Regions from separate parts of the Mus musculus genome. Here all the other regions are linked to region 3. The links are chromatin contacts, called in public promoter capture Hi-C maps. All regions are on one chromosome and are shown on one strand. The core of a region is the stretch at or near the end of the contact, and the rest is flanking DNA. Distances in the headings are between cores, read along the strand shown. Region 1 holds the start of Dcdc5 (doublecortin domain containing 5). Region 2 holds the start of Arl14ep (ADP-ribosylation factor-like 14 effector protein). Region 3 holds the start of Eif3m (eukaryotic translation initiation factor 3, subunit M). Region 4 holds the start of Nat10 (N-acetyltransferase 10).

Region 1 (6,214 bases), core at 381-2,880, 1.1 Mb after region 3:
TGTCAGCAAACTGAAAATGCTTATGATTCTAAACTGGGTTTAGTTGTACACAACTGTCATCAAAACTGACTTGTCTTACCCATTTTATTTTTGAAATATTATTATTAAATAAAATTATTATTATTTCTTCTATAGTATATACAATGTCATGTATATTATATTTTACATATATAATATGGTAGAAATATTATATAAATATAAAAATATATAAATATGTAAATATAAAAATATAAATATCTATTATACATATGAAAGTGTAAGACACCTATTTACTTAAAACATATAGAGAAAAGTAGTTTCTCTGTGTGTATAAAAGTGGGCTTGTTAGAATTTCAGGCGTTAGTTTCTCCAACTGGATGACAGAATTCTGCACAGATGTCGTCACATCACGCTTATGTTTTTGATTTTACTCATAGCAGTAGGAAATCTTAACCTCTTAATCTCCAACGTTTTTCTAAGCAGCGAACACACCAGACTTTAAGTTTGGCTTTGGTAGGGAGCTGGAGAACCAGGTGTCCTAAACTGCAAGTTTTCTTAGCTGAAAGTAAGATTTAGGAGAACACAGGTAGCAAAGGCCATTTGCATAGCTCAACCTCTCAGTAGCTCAGCTGTGCTTGATTGCAATTCCATTTCAGTGCTGGGCTTCTTTGCATAAAATATGCAACATATAACATAACCAAGGGCACAGACCTACGCCCTTAGCTTGTGATCTGCTTAATTCATTTTCCTTGCAGAAATATGTGTAAGAATAATATTGCTAGGATCTCTATCTATCTTGCATGTTTATCTTTGGGATCTACATACATTTAAGAAAAGACCATGTTAAATAAAAGTGATATGTATTCATTTTTTTTTCTGGGCCCCAAGATTTTGTTATTTATTTCTGGCTTTTCAGGGGAAAACTAAATTTCAGAAAACATTACCTAGCTGCCATGTCATTTGAGTATTTTACACTAGAAAGACTGTATCAGCTAAGCATGTGCAAAGTGTATAAACATATCTGTCAAGTCCACATGGATGTTACATGACAGGCCCACAAGTAAATATCCTTCCACAGCCCCTGCTGGGATAGCATTCCTGAATCCACCACTAGCTTAAATATTCTGGGGACTTGGGAACACAAAGGCATGAGAAAATCCTTGCTTAACATTCTCCTCTTTTCTATTTAAACAATCTTGTCACCCTGTGTCGTGGGTTGCTTTAACGAATACCAATGATGGGCCTGGGGTAGGAAGGCTTATTATAAAGGTGTGGATCATACTTTATAAATAATTTCCAGATGTGATATTTTGGGTACACGGACTCCTCTACAGGACGCAGGACACTGAAACATCATGGATCGTACAGTTTTTATCAGGACAATGCAAGTAGGTTTTCGGCAAGGCTGGTTCCAACTCATCTGTGATAAATGAGAAGATAAGGCAATCAGTGCACACCATGACACTCCATGCAGCTAGTTAGGCACACTTCAGAACTATTCAGGTGTGCTCACACAGCTTATGAGACTTGCATGGGGGGGGATGTCGCAATATAAATACATCCTTCCTGGTGGCCACTGGTAACGCAGGAATTGCCTCGCTAAGACTTAACCCAGGTCAGACATAAATAATAGATGTTAAGAGTTAGCTCTAGTCTCGAGGCTGCATTCCAGACAGCGTATCTCAGTTGGGTCAAAGGAATCCTTCCCCCTTTTCTCTCCAGTAGTTTCTCTGCTTGAAAAATGCCTGCAAAATTCCATCAGTCCTTTGAGGGGACCACTTTGGGTCTCTAAGGGAGAAGGTTTCAGACCCTTGGGGGCTAAGATGCACGGGCAAGGAGTTCTTGGGGCCTTGTATCAACGGTTAAAGTCTGCAAAAATATTATTACAAGCAGGTAAGCCATCCCTTTTTAAAAAGTACTGTATTATATATATTTTTTCAGATGTATTTGGTTCTATAGACGCAATGATTGGCATTGTGTCATAAAAGAACCGTGACATGTTTTGTGAGCTCAGCGCCTCTAAGGGAGCCAAAAATGCTCTGGAATCTCAAAGGCAGCAAGAAAGGGGCTGATTGTGTCTGTCTTTTGGTATGGAGTGTCATCTGCCTCATCTTTCCTCACTGCTCACTCTGCAGAGGAAAAGCAGATCCTTACATGGTTATTCCAGAGTCAGTAACACCAACGAAGGAAATGAATTCATCTGCACTCCTCTGAAGGCTGAGACTCCTCATTTTTCCTCTGGTGTAAACTCACCTCACTATTGTAGAAATGGGTCTAAAAGCAAATCAGATTCTACAGAAATGAATCGTGAACTAACTTCTCCTCAAGAGAACTTAATTCCATTATACTTATTTAACTTGTGTATTTCAGGATCCAGAGTATAGTTGAATTAATGTATTTGACTAAATTAAATTAGATTTTACCTTTTAATCTCTGTGCATTTATTCTATAGTTGTATGTTTATTTATACACACACACATGTATGTGTGAAGGTAAAGACATATGGTTTTGTAATTAGTTTTGGGACATTTGATTGACTTAAAAAAGGATTTATATTGTAACCAGAATGTTGCAGTTTGGATAATTACAAAAAAAAAAGGTTGTACCATTAAAAAAAAAATCTTCCAACATAACACTTAAGAGAAGCCAACCTTTGTGTTAAATAAGGGTGGGGTTTACATTGTAAACTTGGAGGTTCCATTTTAGAATTTGGCTCATTATCTCAGGCCACCGGCCGCTGATAAATGAATATTTTGAAAGCGTCTCACTATTCACTGCACACAGAAAACTGGAGGGAGCTGGGCTCCAGATGACAGGCTCGGTGTTCACACAGCACCTCCTGCTGTCCACTCGGAGAACTGCAACACACGATGGGCAGAAGAAAGTTCATCAAAGCTCTTGGAACTTCCAGGGACGTCTCAGACTTTATTTTTAGGGAAAGTGTACTTAGTTTCTTTTAATGAGATATAGTGATTCAGAGAGGATTAATAACTACTATAGACAATTTGATTAAAAATCCAGACTGTTCCAATGTTCTACTAGGCCAGCATATACAAAAACCAGTATAAGAAAATTTTTGTTCTTTTAATTGTTTAATATTTAAATATTAATGTTCAATATATAATGATTTTATAAAATAAATGATGCCTTTCTGAATTAAATTTATTTGTAGTTGTGTTTCACTAAGTGAAGGGTTTTAAGTTATTTTCAATGTTAAAAAATAGCATATGGCTTTTATTGTAATTTCAAGAAAAGCACTGTTTAAATAAAATCTGGAGATAAGCACTTTCTAAGTTTTATTAAAAGTGAGGGTTGGTGAGACAGAAGACATCCGGACAATAAGGGCCAACGCCTCTTATTTCTGCCACTCTAAACAAATGCTAAACTCAGGAGTTCAGTTCACTGTGGCAAAAATGCCTTGAGGATTGCTGCTTTAATTTAAAGAGGTCATTACTCAAAATGCTGTCAAGTATAATTTATTAAATCTTAGATGTAAATATGAGCAAAACTTTACATTTTTAGTTAGTTGCAGATTGTTCGTTTAACTACTCTATAAGCATTTCAATATTATGCTAAGTTTAAGAATCCTTAAACGTCTCGTTTCTCTGCTACTTTCTCTACCTCTATGCCTTACTGCATTGTAACAATGTTAAGCTTCATCATGCTATAGGTAAGCTGAAGTACAGGGATGAAAGCAAGGAGGAATGCCATAAGTTTGCAAAAAATTCTATTTTCTTTAGTCACGCATGTTTAATTATATGCACTTGGGTCCTCTTTCCATGGCTTCGATGTTTTTAAAACTCACTGCAGTGGCACTGTTACAATGCCACCTCTGGCCATTGGCAAGCCTGGCCACATCTTTATCTTATGAGTGTCCCCCTCGGCATTAATGAGCATTCATTGAGCTGCACTACTTCACTCGGCCTTCCAGAAAGCTGGTTCTGTTTAGTTTTCTGTCTCACCCTGTTCAGGAATCACCAGACAGGTGAAACGTGGACGAGGGGCGGCTCTTGTTTTGTTAACAATTCTTAAGATTATAAAATTGTAGGACCGGATCACTTTGACATCAGTTCCGTTTAGTCTACTTTTGACATCCCATAGGAAAACCATATTGTTTTGTTGTCTGTTAAACTATAATGGGTTTAAAAATTCTAGAAGCCCAAAGGAAGGTCTCTTAAACAAATCGTTACATTGCAACTTTAAAGGAAAAGTCAGGGCTACTGGTTTTGTATTTATGACCCTAGTAATTTTTTTTTTTTCATTTTAAATTTTAGCTTGGCTATTACAGCCTGGGGCTGAATTAAGCACATTACTTTACAGTGATCTTAAATATATACTGCTTCGTGAGTGTTCAAATGAGATATTATATTTAGGACAGCTTAAAGTCGCTTAGCCTTACATTTATCACGTGTATTTTGTCAAGAGTGGAAACATCTTGGAAATTGCTGAGAGCTAAGCAGAAATCTGTTTAATTGGTAATCTTTGGAACAGCATAACCACTTTTCTATGAAATGTAGTTAACACTTTCATGAGGGCCAGCTCCAGCTCATTAGCATTCTTGTTATGTACTGGTGCTGTTGGTGGGGGTGTTAGAGTAGGAATGCCATTGTGTCGAGTTCCAGTGTTTGGGGACAAACACTGCTGTGGAAGGAACGTGTGAAAAGGCCACAGTCCTGTCAGTGAATGAGCAAGGCTGTGCTTTCTGTGTGCTTCAAGCAGGGAAGCTGTCATTCATGGCTAACACAGCCAAACAGAGGCCAAAACACAAGGCTGCAGTACCTCTTAAAATGATATTAGTGATTTTTAAACACGATCTTCTTTATTTATGATCCTACACAGAGCTTTAGTTGCTGTCAGTAAACAAAATATGTCAGTCTGTTCAGAAATACTGTAAAAAATGAAAGAAAAAAAAAAAAAGAAAGAAAGAAAAAAAAAAAAACCTCCGTGGAAGGGCGCCAGGCAGTTACAGTAATTAGGGCTTGGGCGAACTGATCGGCAGTGTGAGGTACAAGCATGATTTGAGGGGAACTTCATCACTGGAAGCTGCTCGTCCTGATTTAGACAATTTCTTTGATTTTTCTGCTCCTAAAACTAACAAAGTTCCTAGAGATTTTTACATAATTAATGTATAGCAATTTATTTTTTATTAAAAACATTGGTTTTGAAAAGGGCTCATAAACTCTCATTTTTAATCATTTAATACTTTTAACGACCCATCTCAGTTGTTAGAGCTTCTACAGTCACGCATGAGTGTCAGACAGGAAGCCAAGAATTGGCTGCACCACCCCCACTGGCTGCCTTCACCCTGGCCTGTCGGCTTCTGTTTTACTCTGTAACTTTGAGATACAGTGGGACTCTCAGTCCTCCTCCTACATTATAGCACTTTGGAAAAGGATGATCAACTTGGAGTTAAATTTTAGCTTATGTAAAACAAAATGAATAATAATAATAATAATAATAATAATAATAATAATAATAACTCTCAAACATGTCTTAGGCACTAGAGGCTATTCCTAAACTTCACCTGAACAGTTGAAAAACACCAGCAGTTTGTTTTTATGTCTGAAAGTGCACAAAACACTTTATCTCTTTAGTTTGATTTGGAAAATGAGTGCTTGGGTTATTTATATCAGCTCATTACCTAGTCAAGTTGAGAGCTACATGATTTTGGTCTGGGCAATTTAAATATTTTTGTATGTAGTTTTTGTTTGGTAGGCTTGTTGTTTTTTAAAGAAAGCAATTTAAGCAAAGTAACCTTCGTCAGTGTATTTACACGTATTTTTTAAGCTTAATATTTGATACATTGGGTTGAGAAATCCAAACACTGAATTTCTATTTAAAAACTCATATTTCACTGTTCAAATTGCAACTCTATTGTGGGTTTGCTTTACGGCTATACTATTAAAGAAAAAAAAATCAGATAATATCAGTATGCACAGGTTTCACAGTTCAAAACTGAAACATATTTTGTTAATATCTAAATTAAGATTTCCACAGTCTTTTAGATTTAAAAAATTTATGAGCTAAAACCAAATGACTTTACCCATACTTTCAATATGTTTCATAATTAGATATTAAATATAACAACATTGTTCTTATCAGAAATGATTCGACTCAAAATATTTTTGAATTACTTTAGTGCTGGCAGAAATTTGTTCATTATGAAAAGAGAAAAGAATTTAATATTTTATTTTCATAAGCTGTTTGAAAGCATTTTAGGTCCTATGTTTTAGGT
Region 2 (6,065 bases), core at 1,283-3,782, 2.0 Mb after region 3:
AAGGATCTCTTTGGAGTCATGGTTAAAGGAGAATTTTCAACAGTTGTTGCCAGATACAGAATTATTAGCTAAATCTGCATATTTGTGCTTTTATCAGTTATGTCCTACATATTGCTAAAAGGTTAATCCCATCTGTCTGAAATTCATATCTAAGTGCACAGTCAGGTATCTTTCTTTTTTTTTTTTTTTTTTTTTTTTAAAGATTTATTTATTTATTATATGTAAGTACACTGTAGCTGTCTTCAGACACTCCAGAAGAGGGAATCAGATCTCGTTACGGATGGTTGTGAGCCACCATGTGGTTGCTGGGATTTGAACTCCTGACCTTCGGAAGAGCAGTCGGGTGCTCTTACCCACTGAGCCATCTCACCAGCCCCGGTATCTTTCTTTTTATCTGCTAAATTTGGCACCTCCATTTTCAGAGCCTTTTAGGAAGCAAAGCCTTCTTTGGTTCTAGCTCTTCTTATTTGAGTTAAAATAGATTTCCTGAAGAACAACTTACAGGAACTGCTCAGTTTAAATTTCCTACGGGAGGGATGGAGTTTCTTTCCTAGACAAGACTGTTGGCAACAGACAGGATGGCTCAGTCAGTACATTGCTTGCCATTGCCACACAAGTGTAGGGACCCAGGCATTGAACCTGCAAAAGCAAACAAGCCAAGTGCTCTGGTGCCCAAATGTAATCCCAGTGTTGGTAAAACGGAGGCAGGAGGGTCCCTGGGGCTTGTTGGCCAGTTAGACGTTCTTAATGACAAATATTAACACCAAAAGCACTATACTTTAATGCCTGAATGGATCAGTGGGTCTGCAGGCCCTTCATAGATGTGTGGCATTGTCTATGCATCTATTTTGTTTTCCAAACAGCAAAAAATAACTCTGACAAGGATTTAACTAAATGACCTACTCCAGGTTGTTCTTCTTCTTCTTCTTCTTCTTCTTCTTCTTTTTTTTTTTTCCTGAGACAGGGTTTCTCTTGTATAGCCCTGGCTGTCCTGGAACTCACTTTGTAGACCAGGCTGGCCTTGAACTCCACCTGCCACTGCCTCCCGAGTGCTGGGATTACGCCACCATGCCGGGCTACAAAATATTTCTTAATCCAATTTTAAGTTACATTGTCTCTAGGCCCACCAAGTTTGGCCAATCACAGGTCAAGTCAGCAAAACCTCCTCAGAGTATGGTGGCTCGGGGGTCACATATTCTCCAGCCACCATGGGATCCAGTCATCTGTATACCCCACTTGTTCGTATCAATTCTTCAAGCATCACTAATTCCTCCTTCACCTCGGAGGTTTCCATCAACCTATGTAAAAGAGTAAACTTCCAGTCTTTCTGCTTTACAGCAACACCATACTCTGCTACTTGTTAGTGCATTATATGCAAAGCTCCAAAGGCAAGGCACTACCGGATTCCCTCAACAGCCAAGGCTTCTCTAATTAGCAAATTCTGACACTTTACTCTTTAGAAATTTTTTGAATAAACACAAGGTCAGAAATTCCTAGAGTCCCAAATGGCAGACTCTCCTTGAAATCGATGTGATCGGATCCCACTTCTCTGCAATGATCCCCACCACAACCCCGCGTGGGATTCACTCATTAATGCCCCTACTCTCTGCCAATGCCTCAACTCATCAGACATAATCAACAGCACTAGGGTAGAAAAAAATTTAAAACAAAACGAAACAAATGAAACCCTCAACCCACCAAAGTGCGTAACTAAATATCACACGGTTAGAACTGCGAAGATTGTGAATTTTAAAGACGGTCTGGAGAGATGGTTCCAGAAGACCCAAGTTAATTCCCAGCACCCACGCCGGTGGCTCAGACTATCCTGTAACTCCAGTTTCAAGGTAATCCGACGCCCTGTTCTGATCTGTCGGGGCTCCAGCCACGCACTGCTGGCACATACATACTGGCAAGACATCCATCCATACAAAATAAAGTAATAAAACAAAATGTTTTTAAAGTTAGACTTGGGAGGCAGAGGCAGGCGGATCTCTGTGAGTTCTAGGTTAGCCTCGTCCACATAGAGAATTCCAAGTCAGCCAAGACTACACAGAGAAACTGTCTCAAAAAACAAAACAAAACAACAAAACTTAAAAGCCCCAGGCCTGGTTACTCGTTTCTGTAATCTGAGCTACTCAGGAGGGGCTTGATGAGTTGGAGGGTAGTTTAGGACATTTGGCACGAGTGAGTCCTCACAAAGAAGCTGAGGATGAAGCTCAGCAGTGGCGAGGCCCTGGTTCAAATAAAACCCTGCAATCTGATGCAGTGGCGGACCTACTGTGTGCAGGGTAGAGCCGGGTGCCAGGCTGCTACAAGCCCCTTCCGCCGTACAAGCCTCCCCTCCCAACACTCCTCCCGGTTCACCGCGGCCTCCCACATTCAAGTGCCATCGGTAGAGTCCACTCACAGCCCTACGGCCCGACCCGGCCCGGTCCACCTGAGCTGCCACGGGTCTCCGCTGGGCTCCGGAAGCACCGTCTCTGCACAGGCCAAGCTCGGCTTTCCACACCACCGCCGGCCCCGCGCAGAAACCGAGAGGACGGCGAGGGCGGCTAGAGAGACCGCTTGTACCATGGAGAGGAACCAGGAGGAGCCTAGAGCGGAAGCCAGCCCGGAGGCCTCCGGAGGAGGAAGGGCTGGGTGCGGGGGACAAGGGGGGATGACTCAATCCAACGCAAGAGTTGCTTCAGTTGCTCGCCCGCCTTGGGGAACTTGTATCCTCTCCTGAGGTTGGGGAATTGGGAGGCTCTTGGAGGCCCTTAGCAAACACAGGTTTCCTTTACTTCGTTTGCAAATCTGTTCTGTGCAGGACACCAAACAAACGCACCTAGATAGCCCTAATCCTGGAGGAGAGTTAAATGCAACTCAAGGAATGGACCTTTTATTTAAAGTCTCACATTTTATTTTTTGATCCATTCCAACTAAACATATTCTAAAACGCTCTCTCTATTATATATTGTAAAAAAAAAAAAAAAGTCTAGATCTTTGAGTAAAAGGTACACCACAGGAAATTAACCTTTACATTTTGGGGGTGGAGAGAAGAGGTGTAATCATTGTTGTTTTGAGGTGCGTGAGTTTTTGTTTTAATTTTGGGACAAGGTTGCAGCCAGGTAGTTGAGGCTGGACCCTAGAACTCTATAGGTAGTCCACGCGGCTATGAATATAACGTTTTCTTGGTTTTGAGAATTTGACACATATGGTGTGTTTGGATCAACTCCACCTCCAGTGATGTCATCTAGAAGTGCAGGACTGGGTTCGGTTCTCTTTGTCAGCTCAAGGATTAAAAAGGAGGACAGCATTACCTGAAATTTTTGGGTGTCCCTGCAGAGTCAACATATGATAACCTAGGAATTTGGGTTCCTTCCTGGGGATCTTAGTTTTATTAATAAAAGAATAAACTAAAACAGAACAACTCAAGGACAACTTATTAGAATTTTAAAAAGAAAACCCAAGAGCAGGCAATTTGTTAATCTTTAAGTTGTCCCAAAGAGGAAGATGTAGAGTATAAATATGACCGGCCTCAGTGGCAGACAGCCTTGGGGTGAGAGGTGGAACTTCCGCAAAGAGGAGGAAGTCTAATGCTAAGTTAGAGAGCTCTGGCCAGCACCTGAAGGAAAAAGATGGAACAATAAATAGTTACACAGTTTTTTTGTCGTGCCTCAGAAAGCAGGTCAGACCCATTGAGGTCAGCCAAACCTAACCAAGGCTCTGCTCTTAGGACTGAATGGGGCATTGGAAGGAGTCTGGGAAGGGAAAACTTGCTCTTAAGCTGAACCTACCTTCCTAGTAGATGTCTCCCAGCCAGACCCTGACCTGCCCCATTGGATTAGACCTTAAGGGAAGAGACTAGGGCATGCCTACAGCTAGGCAGAGATTCCACTCCCTTCTACCTTCTCTCACGTAAAGGCAGGTATATTGGGTTTTGTTTTCGTTTGCTTGTTTTTTAAAAACCCAGAGTCCATTCATTGCTGTCAGTATTTGCTATGTGAGGCTATCCATGAAAGAAAATCAGGAAATGCATCCCTGAAGAAAATTGACTCTCTTCACCAATAGGCATCAAACATCAAAAGCTCCTCAGAAGAGTGGGATTTCGTGGGGTCCTCTCTGTTAGGTCCAAAGTGGCCCCTTGAAATAGTGGTGCTGGTGACAGTGTCCTAAACAGAAGGACCCTGGCTAGGTACTTAGAAGCCTAAAGGCAGGAACCTCCCTTAATCTTTCAGGAGCCTCCTTTACCCTGCCCTGAATGACAACTACCTTGGGCAAGGTATCTAGTTCTCAGCCAATGTGAGCGGCCTACATCAGCTCAAAGATGCCCTTCAGTTGCTCCCCTTATTCCCCAGTAGTCTTGATAGCTTGGTCACCAGTAAGCCCTTCTTTGTGTGGAGTGGTCTAATTCAATGGTTTCACTCCACCCTGGATTCCAAACAGCTGTGTCATTTGGAAGTCTATAAGACACCCCCACCCCCCACCCCAGCCAACAACTTGAAGAACAGCAACTCATACCTAGTACTGGGTAGGCAACGTATGAGGTTATTTTAGATGTCTCCAAAAATGTGACTGAATTAGGGCTGACAAAATTGTCACTTTAGATATATCATGATAACAGTTTTTCTCGTCTGATTTTGACTGCAAGTGACCCTCTGTTCCACCATATTTTCTATTTATTTTAACTTTGGCATGCCTTATAGTTTACTAACTTACTACATATATTTAACACAATTCTGCCTATGTTTCACAAAGTGCACGCTTACTCATATCCTAAATTTAAAACATCCCACAAGCTTTGCATTTATCTCCTAAGCTACTCGCATACTTACTGGCTACAGTTACCACTTCTTATGAATTTCATCCATCCTTAATTAAGCTGCAAAGGCACTCAGCATCATTGGAGTGGAAGGCTTGGGGAGGCAAGTAGAAGACAAATGGTGTCCTTTTCATGCTGCATTAGCTACTGTGTTTTATCCTGATGAAAACTGTAAAACTTTTTAAAAAAAGGAGTGTGGAATGAAGGAGGGGCCAGGACCCAGAATCTCTTATGCTGATGCCAGTGCCTCAAATAAGGCTATGTCTCTATGGGGCTAACGGGGTTTAGGGTAAGAAAGCTTCTCTTCCTCCTGGTTCCCCAACCTAAGCATCATGAGGTATTGGGTTCTGTCCTTTAGGAGATGCTAACTGGTCCTTGGGAGAGTAAGGTTGAGAGACTCCTAAGCATCCTATAATATATAGGATGGTCCCTGCAATTGCTAACTGACTCAATATTTCAAGCATTTGAAACCCTAACCTAAAGGAATGAGGAAGGCTCACTGAGGATAAGAGCTGATCAAGAAGCAGAACTGGGATCTCCTGGCTGATTAGATAGAGATAATGGGAAGGGGAAGATGGTTTTGGCTTGTGGAGCTGTAGCACAGATGGAAGAGTGAACCAGAATGAATGAGTGGAGCGAAGGCTTCCGGTGTTACAGGAGCTGTGCTTGTGATAGAGATAGCAGGTGAAGAGAGTCAGGATAGAGGATTCTAAGCTGGAAGATGCAGGTTGGGAAATGCTAGTCTGTAATTACTGCTGCATCCTTAGGGATGAGGTAGGTAAGGGCGAAAAAAAGTTAGCCAGTGAATGCATGGTGTAAAATGAGAAACAGTACTGCAAATGAGTCTGGAATCCTGGGCCCTCATTTGTTATCCTAAATCAGATTCTACAGATAAAGCCCAGGAATATAATGTTCTGCAAACGCCCTTGGGTGGTTTTGAAGCATAATGAAGTTTGAGAACAATAAATGGAGACATTAGAAGAGCTATCTGAGAAGGAGCAGGAGGTGAGGTATCAGGGAGACTACAAAGGCAGAGTTCCCACAACCCAGCGAAGGAGATCGCTGAGAACCAAGCACACAGAGTTCCCACAATCCCTGGAAGGAGAGAACCAAGAACAAGGCTCTCTGCTGAAATAGCTGCTGCAGGCAGAACTGAGAACAAGGCTCTCTGCTGAAATAGCTGCTGCAGGCAGAACTGACCAGCTCCCTATATTCCCAGGTATAACGTGAGTCAAGGCAGAATCACAGGTTTCTAGGAGCG
Region 3 (6,252 bases), core at 3,532-6,031:
ACCAACACCTTGCCGGAACCCAAGAAGAAAGAACTCATTTAATTCTGCAGTTCTTAGCTCAGAGCAACTTCTCTTTCTCAGAGCCCACACCACCTCTTAACAAAAACGACAGCATCACCCTGGAACCATCGAAACATTAAATAACCTCATCTAACATCATATACAGCTTTGGGGTTTACAACTGTTTTAGAACACATTCAATTTTTCCTTTCTGGAAAGTTTAAAGATGAGAACAAATTTTATTTATTTATTTATTTTTTAAGACAGGGACTTATGTACCCCAGACTGGTCCTAAATTCACTTTGTATACACCTCAGAGGATGAATCCCACTGCCTCCCCAGCACCAGGATCAGAAGCCCACCCACCACATCTGGTTTTAAGTGGTTCCGGGTGTGTACTCGGGGCCCCACTCCTCCCAGCTCTCTACTAACTACACCACATCTCCAGCTCTCTAGTTATGCTGCTCAGTTAAGTCTTTGCAATTACTCAGGAGCTAAAGATTTCTGATGCTGTGGAGAACAAGGTAAAAACAACTAGCTCAACTTATCTTCAAGAAACACGCCCATCTACTAGAGCTGGGAGTCAGCGCAGCGCTTCGGAATACCTTTTCTTACAATCCACGAGCGCCTCGTAGAGCAGTCTGAGGAGGGTGTGCTTCTTTTCAGTGGTGAGCTTCCAGTCAGAGATCCACTTTCTCACCTGCACCGCGATTGAGGGAAGGAGAGAATGTATTAAGAGAGATGAGGAGCACATATTCAGTTTAGTGCACTCAGCACTAAGGAGGAGCAGGAAGATGGGTTCAAGTTCATCCAGAACTACACATCAAGTCTGAGTCCACCGGGGGCCACACTTCCCAAAGGAGAAACAAAGACAAAGTTGAGGGCACACAGAGCTGCTCCTACCTGAGTTCCCACCTAAGTAAGCTTCACTTCCTACAAGCACAACACTCACTTGATCCAGCTCCGTTGGGATGTACTGGATGGCCCCACATGATGCCGCCACTTTGATGAGGCTGCAGTACACTGTGTACCTCACAGGAGTATTCTTGTCCATCCCATGGAAAAGGTTGCTGAGCCTGGTTAACAAACAACCAAAGTACTAATTGAGGTTATTTGCTCTCACCACAAATACAAGGCAGCACTAATAATAACTTCATCTAAAGAGGGAACTGGGGCACAGAAAGGTTGAGTGACTGCCCAAGACAGAAAGCTGCTGACAGTCCAATTCCAGAATTCCTGCTTCTAACAATCATAATTTATACCATACAAACATCCCTCTGAATGCTGTATCTTTAAAAAAAAAATGTACTTTTATTATTTAAAATTTTGTATATGTGTGTGTGTGTGTAGGTGCACAGGTGCCAGCAGAGACCAGAAGTACTGGATCTCCAAGAGCTGGAGTTAGGGGAAGCTGAGCCATCTGACACGAGTGTTGGGAACTAAACTCAGGCACTCTGCAGAGCCATTTCTCCACCTAGGTCTTGCAGTCTAAAACTTACAACTGTAGTCTCAGAGATGGGCGTTCGCCTTCCCGAAACTTGACCAGCTTTTCACACAGACTTTCAATCAATGCTTCTTGCTTGTCTGGTTCCAGGATCAACAGGAGGGACACCACACTGTTCATCACACTTTCAACATCTACATAGGCATCAAGAGCACAGTCAGCAGACACAACCTTCAGCGCGTCCAATCTGGCACACATTTCTAGTATTTCAATACAAAGATGCTTAAAATACATAGCTTGCCTACTGTGAAAGTTAGAGAACACCTTGATTTCAGGGAGAGCTTTAAGACTACAGCATCCATGAACTCTCACCTCACCAGCACCACTGTAGCGCCAGCATTTACACATCCACGTTTTCTTTATGATTTCCATTGGCATAATACACAATCATCTTGAAATTACTAGCTGGATTTTAGGTCAGGAGGTCTCAACAACTGAAGAAAACTTTGTACCTCATGTAGAGAATTATTTAGAAGTGAATGGCTGTTATATTCCTGCTGCTTAACTCATTTTCAAGTATTAGAGATATTAATCGCTCTAAAAATTTAATATTTAAACTTTAACAAATATTTCAGAGTTCACAGTACAGAAACTATACTGACTATTGAGAAGCTGTATCTCAATGGGCAGCAGCTGAACAATTAAATATTAAATTAAATATTACTTGAAATAACACCCTCTTTGATGTCCATCCAAACGCTTCAGTTCATTTTAAAACCATCAACATCAAGTATATGTACAAACACACACACTTTTTCCGTTTTTTTAAAAGGTTCCCCCAGAACGGCTTACTTTATAGGTCTAACAGAAAAAAACCCTGAAATTATATGAAAATATTACATTTAAAACTAACTGAAAATATTTAATTGAAAAATATCTTCATAATTATTTTTGATTGTATTCTTTCCCTTCTACATTGCTTAAAAATCTTAAGTCTCAAACCAAAGCATATAACTGACAAGAAAAACTTTAAGGTAGAGAACTTGTAAGAAATATTTTGTAGAATGAATTAAAACAAACCTTTATCATCTTCCTTCAGACACACATCACAGGCTTCAATAATCTGAGCTAAATCTACATGAAGTCCACCTTCCGAGTTTTCTTCTGAGAGCTCAGCTCCTTTTGATTTCAGATAAGCTCGAAGTTCAGCAGCCTATGAATCAAACAGGGTTGCTAAATCTCTAGATCCACTTGTAAAAATCAAGTTATGATAAAACACAAATATCAAACTCATCTGCCCTGCTTCCAAAGTAACATGCAAGTGCTAACTAACTACCCTCCAATTGTGTTGATTCCCTCCCTCCCTCTACAAAGTCCACGCAGACACATAGTTCACAAAGATCATATTCAGTTTCCTGCCACCTGTATCCACTGGACTTCCAGTCTATAGCAAATGCTTTACTTATTTCATTTAAGCGGTCTCCACTGGGAGGGATGGGGACTAAAGATACATCAATCTGACTTGGCAAAGTTGAAGAGGTTTTTTTCCCCCAGTAAGTGAAAATTTTATAGCTGTCAAATGTATATATAAATAGCACTACTAAAATCACAGTCATCATCCGGACAATAGTCTATTCATTTGCTAATAACTTGAGAACCATTTGAGACAAGCATTTTGGGAGATACCAATATAAAAAGATAATGCCTGTCAGTGCAGCCTGCATGAAAGTGTATGTGTATCAAATTGTCTATCAATGCACTGTATAACAAATATCTTAAAACATAACATCACTCTCAGAGGCAGAAAGCACTTTTGGTACTATCAAAATAACTACTAAAATAAGTCATTTGGATGTTTCCTACTTTACTCTCTAGTTAGGATCTTTAACAACGTTTTTCCTTCGATGGTTTAACATTCATGCACTGAAACAGAAATGTAGATGACTTAAAGCTAACAGAATAAAAACTTAAAGAATCACAGTATAAAGCGTTCCATTAGAAAATGCACAGGTGCCAGGGTGAGGTGGTGGGCAGGGTGAGGTGACATATAACTGTGACCACAGCACTTGAGGCAGAGGCAGGGGGATCTCTACAGGTTCCTGGCCAGCCAAGGTTTAACAAGCCATAGTGAAACACTTCCCAAATATCAAAACAAGAAGGGGGTTGGGGAAAGAAAAAGCACGGATGTCAAATTGTCTGGACAAAGCCAAAAGAGCCTTGGGGAAAATAACCAACATTTTTAATCCCACAAATGTGTTTGGTGACCTCAGAAACCTAACAAACCCTTAGGTCTGATGGAATTATTTTTCCAAACAATAGCATAGTAATTTTATACAGAAGATGGCATGGTATTATAAAAAAGATATTTTGAAAACTCAAGTGTCATATTAGAAAAAGCAAAATAACAGCAGAAATCATTCTTTTTCTTTATGACACAAATATATAATCTAACCAAGATGTAAAGAAAGCATTTGTTCACTTCCTGCTTTACAAATCTTTTTCTAAGAATTAGTTAAGTTTAATGTTTTTATATCATTCTTGCTGACAACAAGACACTCTACAATATGGCCAATGCCAAGGCTCTATTCAGCCCCTGGCCTGAAGTACCTTTTTGGTAAATACTAGTCAATGCCTGGGAACTCTAGCTTCCTCTGCTGTCAAATACTCTTAATGCGGCATCTTTCTATGTGTGCATAACTTCCTTTCTTCTCCTGTGTAACATATGGAACCCCAAGTTTCTGTCAGTGGGTATTATAAAAGCGTATGCATGCTCACGAAGAACAGTTTGGGTTGTAGAAAATTAAAAGACTGTCATCCCAACAATTAACCTCCTGTTACAGAAAAAGGAGAAGCCATCTGTCCTGTACACCCAGGTGTAAACCCCAATTAGTGAACTTCAAAGTGTCCAGGATGGCCCGCCAGATGCTCCTGCCTCCCAGCCGCCTGGGAACAGAAAACGCGAGCCAACTAGTAAAATGCATGCCACCGTCGCCTGTGGCCGCGGAAGGCCCGCATTCACACGCTCAAAGTTGCTCCTGCGGGCCACACGCGAACTTAGCAGACGCTGGTCCCTGTCCCCGAAAAGTTCTGGGTCGTCATCGACGACTGCGGACGAGCCCTGGCGCCCACCGGGCCCGCATCCGGACCCTCGGCCGCGCACGCGCCGAGACCCAGGTCAGGAGAGCGCGCTCCCCCTCACGGGCTCCGTCCCGGGAATCCCCCGCACCCGTTGCCCCGAGGGCCCAGCATCGTGCACCTGGTCTTCCTCGCTGATATCGATGAAGGCCGGGACGCTCATGGTGAAGGCCGGGCTGCGGAAGACGCTCCGATCCAGAAACACGCCGACCGGAAAAGAGAGCGGTGCCGTACAGGGTTACGCACAACCGCTTCCGGGTCAGCCACAGAGGGCGGGCCTCGTGGGCGGGGCCCACAGTACTACTTCCTCCCCGCGGGCCTCTGCTTCAGCTCCTCGCAGGCTCCTACCTGAAATCTTCCCCTCTCCCCGGAAACTTAGGTGGGTTGGGCTAAAGTGTCCTCTGCCCGCCTGCTGCCTGCGGGTCACGGAACCCTACCTGGGCCAAAGCTTCGGGAGCCTAGAGAGCTCTTGCTGCCTCTGAGAGCTTTCCAGGTGCCCCCTGTCCCTAAAGCCTTGGAACTATTTTTTTTTTCCCCTGTGTTATGCTTCCCAGTTTGCTGGTCCAGTTGCTAGGCCATGCTCCTTGCTAAGTAAGGGTGACTAGTTTTCAAAGAATGCTCCCACTTAATTAATAAGGACTTATCCAGAATACACAGTGCCTCAGTGTATGTTAGGGATTGACTCCAGGATCCCTCCTCTAAGGATTCCAGAATCTATGGGGCTCAAGACGCTTACATAAAAATGGCTTAGTTCGTGTCTATATAACCTCCTGTGTACTTTAAGTCATCTCCAGGGCACTTAAAATAGCTAATCCAATGTAAATTCTATGTCCTCTGTTTTCTAGGGAATGACAAGGTCTGCGTATTCAGCACAGATATTTCTCCAGAATATTATAGTCTGCAGTTGATTGAACCTGGATGCAGAACTTGGAGCCATGAAGATCAAGAACATTGTAAATGCAACAATAAGGGGGAAATGCAATTAAAAAGTGGGCTGAAAAAGTAAAAACAGACTTTATTAGAGAATATACACATGGTATCCTCAGTTGATAGAATGTCCCCAATAAATGGCCTGTCAGGTATTTTCTTCCTTAATGATTGACATGGGAGGGCCCAGCCCACTGTGGGTGGTGCCACCCTGGGTAGGTGGCCCTGAGTTGCATTGAAAAGTAAGCCAAGCTAGCCACAAGGAGCAAGTCAGCAGGCAGCGAGCAAGCCTCTGCTTCAGTTCCCACCTCCAGGTTCCTGCCTTGGGTTCCTGCCATGACTTTCCTCAGCGATGGAGGTTAACCTGAGAGTTGTCAGATGAAATGAACCCTTTTTCCCCAGGTCGGTTTTTGGCCAATATTTTATCATAGCAATGGGAAGCACACTAAGACAATCTTCCTGGAGTACTGGGTTACAATGTGGAATGAGTGTGTGTGGGGGGGTACGTTCTCAAGGAAGAAAAGGAAGAGAGACTGGTTGAAAAGAGGGGAGCAGATTTCTGAGGGGGGAGAGGAGAGAAGAGAGGGTGTAAGAGGAGAGTGGGGCGCTGAGCCAGAACATATTTATTAGAATGGTCTTCTCAGAATTTCAGGAGGGAGAAGATACCCAGTGGTCCTGTAAACACACTAATATACTAGTTAACTAGGCCAAGGCCCGGGCACTGAAGCTGGAGGGCAACCCTTGCT
Region 4 (6,339 bases), core at 213-2,712, 1.3 Mb before region 3:
CTACAGTGTGTTTAGATATAATAAATAAATAAGTCTTAAAAGAAAAAAAAATCTAGTATCCCAAGGCACTGATGTAACAAATAGACTTTACACTGGGATCTACCCAAGTCCAAAGCAACTCAGTTTGTAAGCTTTATGTTGCCAGCCACATAAACACCTACAAAAAATGAATGGGTACCTAATGTTAACGAGTCCAGCTTAATTGTTAAAAGTCTTATCTTGTCAGGCAGTGGTGGCCCACGCCTTTAATCCCAGCACTTGGGAGGCAGAAGCAGGCGGATTTCTGAGTTAGAGGCCAGACTGGTCTACAGAGTGAGTTCCAGGACAGCCAGGGCTATACAGAGAAACCCTGTCTTGGGGGGGGGGGGGGGGGGGAGTCTTATTTTTTGTTATAATAGGAGAGTCTTAGAATTAACAGGTAAGGCCCCTGAGTACAAGCTTTAATTCTAAAAAGTACTTTTAAAAGTAGATGAAATACAACTACACACAAAACTAATGTAAAATTAATGGCCAGAGTGAGGGATCTGATAACGATCTAAAATTACTGGTTCCAAGAAACGTTTAATACATAAGGAAAGCATTATTGGAAAGAGAAAATAAGATGAATCGTATTGGGTTTTGTTGTTGTTGTTGTTTGCTTTGTTTTGTTTTTTCAAACAGTCTCACTATGCAGACCAGACTGGCCTCGAGCTCCAAAAAATACTCCAGGCTCCACCTTCCAAGCGCTGGAATTAACGGTATACGCCACCACAACCTGATCGACAAGTCATTTTCATTCGGCTGTATCCATTCTTGTACACACAGCACCGGGTACTAAGCATCACGAGGTGCACTGTCAAATGTCCTGACTGAGACAGCTAAATAGTGCAAATAAACTGGCATACTGCAGTATTTAAGAGCAGAATATCTGGGACTAAACCGCGTTAGTTCAAAGCCTACCACTGCTACGAGGAGCCGAGTTTCTCAGAAAATAGTTTTGACACCAACCCATTCTCTCAAAGAGAGAGAAGAAGCCCGAGTGTGGGAAGGAGCCACACTCCCGGAAAGCGCTCGAGAAGCCAGCCCCGCATGTCAGAGTATCCCGGACCAGGAACGTCTGTCTGTAGGGCAGTCCAGGCGAAGAGTCCGAAGATACAGGCACCAGCCGGTACAGAAGCTTCCGTACTCGAGCCAGCCCTACCGGCCAGTGAAAGACCCAAACGCACATCTCAACATCCGACCCAGTCCCTTGCAAAGAGTACCTGCGCCCTGCTCCGGCCGACACCAGGCAGCTGCACAACGGAAGCACGTGAAGACACCGAGTTGCTACCCAGGCTGACCAATCTGCTGGAGAAAATTCTACACAGCTGAGCTACGCCGGGGCCGCCGCTGCACGTGAATCCGCTTAAGTGGCAGACAGCACGTGGGCAAGTGCTCAGAAGGGAGGGGACCACTACAGCTATGGGACCTTCCATGGCTTCGACGCTTAGTGATGACGTAAGAACACGCCGCGGATCTCCGCTACGCTTGCGCACTAACTCCCGGCCGCCATTTCGCCATTTGCTGCGGGTAACCTGGCTATGACAGGCGGAAGTAATCGTTTAGATATCCGGGTGTCTCGCATTTGCCGTTGCCACTGGTACAGGAACTCGTCCACTGTTGCTATGTTGAAAAAAACCTCTATAGCAGGGTTGTACAAGGCAATAGCTGTTGCTAGCGTAGGTGTTGTTTTATCGACCTCCCTACTTTTATATGAAACTAGCCCAGTAATTGTTTAATTCATCTTACTTGAACCTCCATCCGGCAGCAGTCTGAGAATGTCTGTAGACTTTGTACCAACGATCGTGGCCGCGGTACTCTGCAGGCTTTTCTTACTCATGCCAAGTGTACTAAAAGCCCAACATTGGGTCTCAAAGCTCATCCAACCACATCCACAAGGATACCCGTAAGTATGTCTGCTTTCCTTTTAGCATGAGCCACGTGAAATCGGTTTATCCTATATTTTTGGGCACAAGTTCTGTTATCTAAAACGAATTCCTTCCCCAAATTTACGCACCAACTTCAATATCAATCTAAATTTCAATGGACTTTAAAGACTTCATGATGCCTAGCCATATTGTTTTAAGTCACCAATACAGCCCTAGACTTAATACTAAGGTTCTAAATGCACTTAAGAAAATAAAACTACCAGTACTTTGTTATAATGGGCAGACAAGTCCTATAAGGTGGTGGTGACACAAGCAAAACACAAAACTTAGAAATAATGACCCTTGTGAGTACTCGACTTTTTTTTTTTTAAAGGAACCAATATAGGAAGAGGACAAAAATGGGCAAATAAGGCTAGTCGATTCTGCTTAAGTAGCCCAGATATGGTATTTCCGTTGTAATGAAAACAAAAAACTGGAATTTTGGGAACAGAGATGATGGCTATGATTACCTTAGTCACTGCAAAATCTGAAACCACCAGGTCAGGATGCAAACGGGGGCAACTGCCATAAGATAGTCAAGATTTAGAATGATAAAGTAGTAGGGCAGGGGAAGGGTAGCCAGTGCTAGATGGCTGAGCTGTCTATGCTGTGGAAGCATGTGATTTTACTGAAGAATATAAAGACAACAAAGACAGCTTCCAACTTACTGCCAACTGCCCCTATCAAGTAGTTGGACTGAAAATAGTTGATGTAGAATATTCTCAGTGTAGAATATCAAATGTGCTTGAGAAGATGGGTATGGGAATGGAACTGCACACCTGCAGGTTTAGAGGGTTTTGGAGACAATTCTCTTCCTCCACCTTTGTCCCAGGAGTCAAAACTCTGGTCTGGGTTGACTTCAAGTGATGATAGCTGCAGAGCCATTTCACTGGCCATTTAATATTCAAGCACTTTAGTGTGACTTTTGAATTTGAGGGGCTTGGGACTTAGGTATTTATAGACAAAGTAACTATAAAGAATTAATATTCAGAACAGCTAGGCTGGATTTGGCCACCTGGATTAAGTAAAACCAGAGATGAAACCATCCTTGAAGGCACAAGATACTCCGTGGTGACAGGGAATCTGAAATCCTTTCACCACTTCCAACTTACACCTCAATTTCTGCTGAAGAATGATGCACTTTCTGGATTACATTTGCCCATAAACTTTTGTTCTAAACACTGCAGTGAAGATCTTTTAAATGGCAGTTTTATTAGATGACCCACTATTCTGGCCACCCCCCCCCCAAAAAAAAACAATACACACCATTTTAAAACCTTCAATAGCTTCCAAATGTTGAGACAAAAACTAAACATGGAAGAAAACTGCCCTATCCAGTTTCCCCAGACAGATCTTGCTAATGCTTAAACAAAACAGGAGTCACTGGAATACAGGTCTCTTGACTCTTTTATCCAGTTTGCCACTCCTCACTCATCCTTATGTCAGCTGAATTATCTTTCAATCAAGTCTTTCCAGATCATACCGACTAAGTCATATATTTATCATTAACCACACAGTTGAACCATGCCACTTACTACACACATCTGGGGTCACTCCAGTGTCTTGAGGGGTAATTTTTTCACCACTGAATAGTTAACACTGGCCATAATGCCAAGCAAGAGATACCCAAATGTGCTAATAAATTTCAGGTTGTCTCGCTAAAGAGATATAGTATTTAGAGGAAATTAAGACTTACAAATAAATATACCAAAACCTGACTTTAAGTTTTAAGTACATCAGGGATACTGCTATTTTCAATGCCAACGGTGAAGGATCAAGGCTATGCAGGAAACTGCTCAAGCTTCACAACAGACTATTAATGTACAGTGCTAACATACAGTAGTCTAGCTTTGTTCTTAAAAAGACCAGACCCAGAATTGTTTCTTCTCTCTTCAAGGAGCACTTAAGGAGTTTTCCTTAGGGTGTATGCAACTCACAGGCTTTGCTATAAACAATCACATTTTCATATAATTTAATCTAATGAAATATACAACAGTTTCTAAGTTTTTCCAGAATGTATATAAATTCAAAATAGTAAAGGCAAAGCTTAATTTACTTTTTCTGTTAACTTATACTCGATAAAACTAAAGTACTTAATAGCTCAAGTCGGATGGATGCAGGTTGAGAGCTTAAGGTTGAAATGAAGGGTATGATCAGCCTAAGCTACAATACCCTATTTCCTTAAGTAGATGAAAATTTAACAAAACAAATTGCCTGGCACATATATGAAGCTGCTTAACTACATTCTGCACTTAGAAACTGGTTGTCTGCCAAGCACCTTAGTGAATGAACCTGAGAATAAGCATGCATCTCCATGTCTCCTTGAAGTCTCTATACAATAGCATATATATGAATACATATAGAGACAAAAGAACTATAGAAGTTAATTTACTACAATCATTGGAAGGTCATGTTTTTAATATCAAGATACAATGATCAAAAGAGGAGAAAGGATGAAAAAAAATCATCTTTTTAGGAATATTAAGGCCCTGGTAATAAAATGGCCCTAAGCAAAAAGTCATCAATGGCATGCTACCTGGGGGAGGGGGGGGCATTATACACGTGGTATCTAAACATACTGTGAATTGTGCATGTACAAAAGATTTTATAGTCTTACTACACTAAGAGACATGTAGGACCATCAGTTCCCTGTACTCTGGTAAAATACACACTTGACCAAACAAAAGGTCTTCTGCCTCTAGACAAGCATTTGCATATTATAGAAGATACTGAGTAACAAAGACTCAGATCTTAAGGAAAAGACTTTAGCAGTTCTCTGTCCAGTGAGGTTGCTTTTAAAACAGTCTTGAATGCAGACGTTAAAACTCACTAGAACTGCAATGGTAGAATGACAGCTAATGATATGTTGCTGTTGAAAGGAATAAGCAACTTAAAAAATAAACAAGTCAAACTACAAACAACTTTTACACCTTCTGCCCTACACTTTGGGTAGAAGCCCGAAACGTGAGACATTCCCTGAATTCACTTCAGAACTCAAATTCAATACTAAACTTATTTTCTTCAATTTTGCTTTCTTACTATCATAAAATTATATTCTACACACGTAACACACCATCTAGGGATTATCCAATAAACCACAAACATTTTATCCATCCCAATAAAATACAATTAACATATGGTTGTGGTACATCCCAGGTAGTTGTCTTTTAAAGCACACAAGTGTAGGTGCTGGCAAAATAGTCTTGGCAAAAGTAAACAGATAACCCTTCCAATATGATGTACCATAACCACACATGAGAAAAGTCAAGAACTTATTTTATTTATTTTAAAATAAACATTGAAGCTTCCCCATTATCCACCACCCTACAAAACTTTTGAATGTGGAATGTTCAACAGCCTCAGCAGTTTTAGTAGGCTACAAAACCAGCAAAAACTCCAGTTGTCTAATGATGAATATCTGAGAATTGTTTTGAGTAGCTGATACCGGCTTGGAAAAAAAAAAAAAAAGTTTACAAAAGGCTAAAAGTAAAATTTAATTTCTGTACAGAAAATAACATTAACTTAGCCTTTGTGTTACCAAGTGGAATTATTTCTCCATGACATAAAATGGAATGGGACAAGCAGCATTCAGTTCATAGGCACGCAGAGCTAGTGCTCAAACTGCTAGCACAAATTCCAACACAGAACATATGGCTAAGTCACTGCTAACCTTTCCATCTCCAAACTGTCTACTCTCTATGCACCTAAGGCAAAGAATCAACACTTTGAACATAAGTGTCTCCTTGAGGAAAGGAGAGAATTCAAACAGGGTTAAATTTGACAAAAGATAAATGAAAATACTTCAGAAACAGCTACTAGACATAACCAAAGGCTGTGACACTAGCAATGCATGGGTTGAATTACTTTAGCTGCTAGCTGTTGAACACCAGTGTTTCAAGATACAACTTTTAGAAACATGTTTTTATTTGTTTTGCCATCAGAACTGAAACTACTGCCTGTCATTTCCCTAAAACAGGGAAATGAATCTAAAACACATACCGGTGCTTTTCTAAAGATAGCAATTTAAAAGGGTGGTAGCAGCAGGCATTTGATATCTTTTTCTTTAAGAACTTTCAGGCTGCAGGAGAAAACATGTGACCAAAAGTGTTATGATTATCCATCCATTAGCGATTTCCATCAGTACCTATTACCAATTTGAGTAACAATACAGCAAGATCCAAGGATTAGTGATGACAATGCAATTATGGTGAGGAATGACAAACAGGACCAATCCCCATGTAAGTCATTGTTCAGAGAAACTGTTAAGTGTTCCAAAGGTATCTAAATAGTTCACATTGAGCACAGCAGCAGCCCATCCAGATTATCCCCCATATTTGATGCATATTTTCCAGAAGAGCCAATCAAAGCCTGATTTGCAATTTGGCTTTGTCTT

Evidence for each region. Promoter capture Hi-C pulls out the DNA fragments that hold promoters and counts their contacts.
Region 1: a promoter capture Hi-C map of hippocampal neurons shows a contact between it and region 3, with 2.1 times the contacts expected there. The contact joins the promoter of Dcdc5 here to the promoter of Eif3m in region 3. A contact is called at or near these places in 2 of 39 promoter capture datasets (cranial neural crest and hippocampal neurons).
Region 2: a contact with region 3 is called in a promoter capture Hi-C map of liver, with 4 times the contacts expected there. The contact joins the promoter of Arl14ep here to the promoter of Eif3m in region 3. A contact is called at or near these places in 2 of 39 promoter capture datasets (liver and pre-B cells) and 2 of 115 datasets of contacts at active chromatin or transcription factors (astrocytes and microglia).
Region 4: a promoter capture Hi-C map of pre-B cells shows a contact between it and region 3, with 4 times the contacts expected there. The contact joins the promoter of Nat10 here to the promoter of Eif3m in region 3. A contact is called at or near these places in 2 of 39 promoter capture datasets (liver and pre-B cells).

Annotation. Positions count from the first base shown.
Region 1 is chr2:106,079,369-106,085,582 of GRCm38.p6, forward strand. Dcdc5 (doublecortin domain containing 5) reads left to right here and starts at 1,631. Exons shown (of 24, transcript NM_177844.2): 1 at 1,631-1,872.
Region 2 is chr2:106,971,865-106,977,929 of GRCm38.p6, forward strand. It overlaps Arl14ep (ADP-ribosylation factor-like 14 effector protein), which reads right to left and starts at 2,533. Exons shown (of 5, transcript NM_001025102.2): 1 at 2,408-2,533.
Region 3 is chr2:105,012,246-105,018,497 of GRCm38.p6, forward strand. It overlaps Eif3m (eukaryotic translation initiation factor 3, subunit M), which reads right to left and starts at 4,782. Exons shown (of 11, transcript NM_145380.2): 1 at 4,701-4,782; 2 at 2,525-2,657; 3 at 1,500-1,638; 4 at 953-1,076; 5 at 606-700. The coding sequence starts at 4,742. It overlaps Gm38521 (predicted gene, 38521), which reads left to right and starts at 4,876. Exons shown (of 2, transcript NR_165821.1): 1 at 4,876-4,958; 2 at 5,425-6,252.
Region 4 is chr2:103,759,808-103,766,146 of GRCm38.p6, forward strand. Nat10 (N-acetyltransferase 10) reads right to left here and starts at 1,463. Exons shown (of 29, transcript NM_153126.3): 1 at 1,242-1,463. It overlaps Caprin1 (cell cycle associated protein 1), which reads right to left. Exons shown (of 19, transcript NM_016739.3): 19 at 3,138-6,339.